Regions from separate parts of the Pan troglodytes genome. Here region 2 is linked to region 1. The links are chromatin contacts, called in public Hi-C maps. All regions are on one chromosome and are shown on one strand. Each heading gives the region's core, a stretch centred on a gene start, on an enhancer-like site or on the middle of the called end of the contact. The rest is flanking DNA. Distances are from core to core; before and after follow the strand shown.

What was found. A called contact is a pair of places that touch in the nucleus more often than the background predicts.
Region 2: a contact with region 1 is called in a Hi-C map of induced pluripotent stem cells, with 2.7 times the contacts expected there. The contact joins the promoter of MGLL here to the enhancer-like site in region 1. A contact is called at or near these places in 3 of 7 Hi-C or Micro-C datasets (induced pluripotent stem cells and stem cell-derived neural progenitor cells).

Annotation. Positions count from the first base shown.
Region 1 is chr2:130,919,329-130,922,028 of NHGRI_mPanTro3-v2.0_pri, reverse strand. It overlaps MGLL (monoglyceride lipase), which reads left to right. Exons shown (of 8, transcript XM_003309986.6): 8 at 179-2,700. The coding sequence ends at 304. Among named protein-coding and RNA genes, the nearest start is that of ABTB1, 18 kb to the right of the region's middle. Within about 2 kb of position 1,433, at least 2 of the 24 cell types and tissues checked have an H3K27ac peak or open chromatin away from gene starts, as enhancers often do. A contact at or near this core is called in induced pluripotent stem cells, where this site is marked.
Region 2 is chr2:131,051,706-131,054,405 of NHGRI_mPanTro3-v2.0_pri, reverse strand. It overlaps MGLL (monoglyceride lipase), which reads left to right and starts at 1,317. Exons shown (of 8, transcript XM_003309986.6): 1 at 1,317-1,627.

The sequences.
Region 1 (2,700 bases), core at 184-2,683:
AACCATCTTCTGATAGAAAGGTGTTGGCCTCCTAATAATGGGAGGTCAGGGCCAGGTCCTTGGGCATAGAGAGAGGGTCCGGAGAATGCTGCAGACCCCTGCCCACTGCCCACGGTCTCCGCTCCCTGCACCTGCCTCTGATGGTGCAGCTCTGATTCCGTGTCTCTCCTCATTGCAGATTTATGAAGGTGCCTACCATGTTCTCCACAAGGAGCTTCCTGAAGTCACCAACTCCGTCTTCCATGAAATAAACATGTGGGTCTCTCAAAGGACAGCCACGGCAGGAACTGCGTCCCCACCCTGAATGCATTGGCCGGTGCCCGGCTCATGGTCTGGGGGATGCAGGCAGGGGAAGGGCAGAGATGGCTTCTCAGATATGGCTTGCAAAAAAAAAAAAAAATCAGAAATTGGAGAAATCCTTAGCACAATTTTCTTAAAAATAACAGACATTTTTGTTATACATTAGGCTATCAGACACTGGACCTACCTTAATGGTTAGACACTTTATGCAAAAAAAGAGAAAGGTCCCAGGTGATTTTCCACAAAGAATGTGCTAAAATGTCCACTGAAAACAAAGCCAAGCCTCTGCCCCGCCTCTCCCAGCTCCCACAAGGGTTCCAGGAATTCCTGGTGTTCCCAGGACACCAGACTGCAATAACTGGAGGCGCCTCCTTCCTGCCCACCCTTCGCTCACGCCCCAGCGCCCTCTCTGACCAGCCTCCGCTTGGTGGCCTTCCTCTGGCCGTGTGATGAGGTGGTTGCTGTCTCCATAGGGGCCAGCTCCCCAGGGCAGACTCACGTGCCCCTCTGAGGCTCAGAAAATGCCCAGCCCTTCCTCAAAATGAGCAGCCACCCATGACTTTGTGGGCTCCTTGTTAGCCTGAGACCAGGCTTTGCAGAGGGGCGGGAGGTGAGGCTTAGCCCAGAAGGAGAACTGAGCAGGAAACCAAGGCTCTTCTCTGTCCTCTGCCCTTCCCCTCCTGCCAGGGGGAGGCTCAGGTTGGCCCCGGAGTGCTGCCTGTACTCACAAAGGCTGCCTTTCCTCTAGAGTCACTAATTTTACCTGATGCTATGAGAGAATCATATTGAAGATGAAATGTCTAATATATAATGTATATTTTAAAGCAGAGACTATTTTGGTGGATAGGTGGGAGGGAGCAAGGGGAGTTTGAGGGAATCAGAGCTTGATGCTACTGTACAGAACTGGACAGGTTGGGCCGGCAATGGTGGGGCCAGAGGGCTCTGTGCTCCAGGAGCTAAGCCAGCAGCCCCCGAGAGGGGACTTGGCTGGGCCTTTCCTATGGGCAAGGCCCAGTGCTCTTCCTGTCCACCAGGGACCATGGAGCAGTGGCAGCCTATGGGGCTATGATCCCTAGGCCTGGGCCTGGGCCTGCCTATGGCCCAGAGCTACCCTGGGAGTGTCAGTGCTAGCAGCACAGCTACCTCTGGTGGCAGGAGAAGAGAGGCCCAGCACAGCAGCAGGCCAGACCTTCCTGTCCAGGTCTATATGGAGCACTCGGTGACCCAGAGCAGGGACTGGAGGCACCCCCAGCCCTGCCCCAGGCCACAGCAGGACAGGCCAGGACAGGCCTCACCCAAGGCCAAGGCTGGCATCAGCCAATCATTCGGAGCCGAGGCCCTGGGCCTAGCCTGCCCTTCTCAGGTGCCAATACCACCCCAGCCCTGCCCTTGGCCTCACTTTTTCCCAGCAATAAGTGCGGTTCACCACCCGCCTCGGGAATACTTTCCCCTTCTAAATGGGACTTGCTGTTAACTCAGGAGGCTCCTTAGTGCAAATATGACCCTGGTCAGGGCTTTGCCACCGTTGAAGCCCCGCAGAAGGTGCAATCTAGGGGTTCTGGGGCCACGGAGGAGGAGGCCACTTCCCACCAGGACCCCCAACATGAAGTCTAGGCCTCAGGGGCTCCCGCCCTTCTTCCTCCAGCAGCGGGAACTGCCACTGCTCTCCCAGGCCCTGTTGTGGAGGCTAACCTTGGTTCCTGGAGAGTGTGCCCCTCCACCCTCCCTCCAGCAGCCCTGATCACACCATGAGAGCCAGGAACGGGTCACCCTGCTGAAGATCACTCTGTGCCCTGGGGGAGGAGCCAAGCCCTTACCCCACAAGGGGCAGGTGGGGGCTTGGTTGCTGACCCGGCCCAAGTCCCCACAGAGCACCTTCTGTAGCTCCAGCTTGTCTCCCTGGCTTCTCTTTGAAGGAGAAAAATGTAAAATATGCACTGAGAAAGCCAGCCCCGCCTGCTCAGTCAGCCCCGGCAGCAGGGCAGCCATGGGAACTCAGGAAAAGCAGGAACCCTTTCCAAAAGCCCAGAGATGCCCTGGGCTCAGATCTGTAATTCTCCCAGGAGCTGTGATAGAGCAGGCCACACAAAGTCCCTACGCCTCCCTGCCGCCTCCCCCAGATGCATGTGATGGCATCACCATTCCCCAAATTGAATATCGGCATGCGGCCTGACCAGGGACTCTTTAGATGCATGAATTTATTTATATGAAGGCTCTCACAGAGACACACACAGCACTTCAGTAGCATTTGCATTCCTGGTTAAAGAATCACCAATATTTAAAATAAAAACTTTCCTGAAATTGGGACTGTCATGTTATCCAGAAGGGCTGGTACATCTGCCCACCATGTCCCCCTGCTGGGTCAGGAGCCAACACAGGACCCTGCGTGTGAGCGTGCCT
Region 2 (2,700 bases), core at 68-2,567, 130 kb before region 1:
CACTTAGCATGTCCAGCTTTGAGTGAAGCCCCCAAGCTTCCTGCCCCTGAGACTGCCGCCCCTAAACCTCTCTTGCATGGATTCTGTAGAGCTGCCCCGACCAGAAGTCACTTAGCCACTCCTCTGCTCCAGGCCTGGTGGCCTGCTGGAGGCCAGACAGTGGGTAAGTCACGCTCAGCAGTGCCTGCAACTCAAGCCACTGCTCAAAGGCTGTTGTTTTATTTCTCAAGTTAGACCACAGGCTCTGTAGCACCCTGGGCCTCCTTGGACACACACAGTGTGACGCTGAGACACAGTCCTCAACGCTGCTATGGTGTAGAATTTTTTGCGGAGAAAGAAAGACAGGAAGGCCTCTTGAGGTCAGTGTGAGACAGGGACACTCCACTGGGGCATAGGTATATCACTCACAGGTTGAAGGTAGGTAGACTGAGGCTCAAAGAGCAAGTGGAGGAGCTAATGTTCAACCCAGGTGGTGTGGAGTCTCAGTCCAGTGGCCTTACCCTCCACGGCCACGTTGCTAGTTATACTGGACAGAGCTCAGACTGTGCCCTGGCCTGTGTAGATGCACCAGAGGTTTTATCTGGGGGTCACAGCCGCTGGGAACGGGAGAGTTGCTGGGGATTGCCAGGAAGGGACAAGGCATTTGTAGGCATGCACCATCTGCTTTTACACTACCCTAGAGTCAAGTGGACCCCCTCCAGCATTTTTTTTCCCTGAGATGGAGTCTCACTCTGTCACCCAGGCTGAAGTGCAATGGTGTGGTATCGGCTCACTGCAACCTCTGCCTCCCGGGTTCAAGCGATTCTCCTGAGTAGCTGGGACTACAGGTGCATGCCACCACGACCGGCTAATTGCCCCTCCAGCATTGTATGTGTCTGACTGCAATGAAGTGTGAGTGTGTCTGTGTGCGACTGTGTGTGTATGATGTGAGTGTGTCTGTGTCTATGTGTGGGCCAGGTGTATAGTCTGCATATGTCTGTGCACATCTGTGTCTCTGTGGGTTGTCTGTGCCTATGTCTCGGCTTGTGTGTGTGCATGCATGTGTGGTCTGTGTGTGTCTGTATGCATGTGGTATCTCTGGGATGTGTGTCTGTATGTCCCTGCGTGCAGTGTAGTGACTTTGGGAGTGTACATGTGTACACGTGTGGTGAGTGTGCGGCCCTGCGCGAGTTGTCTGTGTACGTGTGGTGCCTGTGGGTCTGTGTGCGCGCGTGTGCCCGTGGGTGTGGTGTGTCCTCCCGCGCTGAGGCTCCCATGAACCCAGCTCAGTTCAGGCCTCCCTGACAGTCCTCGGGCGGCCACCCCGGGGCGCGGCTGTCCACGAGGCGCGGAGGAGAGGAGTGCGTGGCTGGGTCGGCGGGCGGCGCCCCCGCTCCTCCCCGCGGGCCGGGCACACGTGGGCCCCGGGCGCCGCCTCCCCGCGCCGCCCGCCGCCCGCCGGGTCCCGCGCGTCCCCACCCATCTCGGGCCGCCCCCGCCGCCGAGCCGGCCCGGGGATAAAGTGGCGGCGCAGACGCCGCACCCTGTCGCCGCGAAGCTGGTCGCGCGCAGCTCGTCCCGGCCCTGGCCCGCCGCAAACGAGGATCCGCTGCGCTCGGGGAACGCGACAGCGGCGCTCGTGGCCCCGGTAACTGCCTCCCGGCCCCTGCCCCAGCCCGCCAGTGCCGCCGTCAGGGGTGGGGAGCAGCATTGGGGTCCCGGACACGCCCGGCGTGGGCTCCCGCTACCCATGTGTGCGTGTGTGTGTGTGCACGGTGTGTGCGCGCGTGTCCGAGTGTGCGCGCGTGTGCGCGCGCGCGCGCCCTCCCTGCTCTTTCGCACCAGCCCCCAAACCAACTTGTCCCCATCAACTCCATCTTTCTAGTCCCCACCTTCCCCGGTGCAGACACCCGGCGAAGCCCACCCGGTTTTCCCAGCGGCATTTCCGATGACAGCTTCGGGGCTACGTGTCCTGTGCTGTCGGAGACGCACAGGAAGCAAAGTTTGTGAGAAGCCTTGGGGGCGACTTTGCCTTGGGCACCCGCATTTGTGCGTCTGCGAGGTGCCTCGGTGTGCGCGGAGCTAGTTTCCCAGTTTCCCGGGCCCCTCCCTTCTCCGAGCCCCTCTAGCGATTTGTTTAGGAAAAGTGATGACATGAACTAGTAGTGGAGAATCGCAGCGACGCTCCCCGCCCTGGGGAGGGAGGGGAGCCCCGGAGAGCCTGCCGGTGGGAGCTGGAAGCAGGCTCCCGGCTGAGCGCCCCAGCCCCAAAGGCAGGGTCTGGGTGCGGGAAGAGGGCTCGGAGCTGCCTTCCTGCTGCCTTGGGGCCGCCCAGATGAGGGAACAGCCCGATTTGCCTGGTTCTGATTCTCCAGGCTGTCGTGGTTGTGGAATGCAAACGCCAGCACATAATGGAAACAGGTTTGTCATGTATCCTTGGAATTTCAGATGGGAGGAATAATCTGAGTATCATCCACCTCATTATTGTGCCCACTTGAAACTGTTCCTTGGAGATTTTAAGATAGATGGGTCTTCTTGCAGCTGGGTCTTTGTACCCATAGAGCTGACTATAATTTCCACTTGATTACAGCTAAAATAGTCTTTAAGATGAAGTTTCCTGAAATGATTTAAAATAAACACAGATGGGAAGGGGGAAAAGCTGTAATGAGGCACTTAAAAAATAAAGTGAGAATTTTCTTAAGAACAAATGGGATTTTTCAG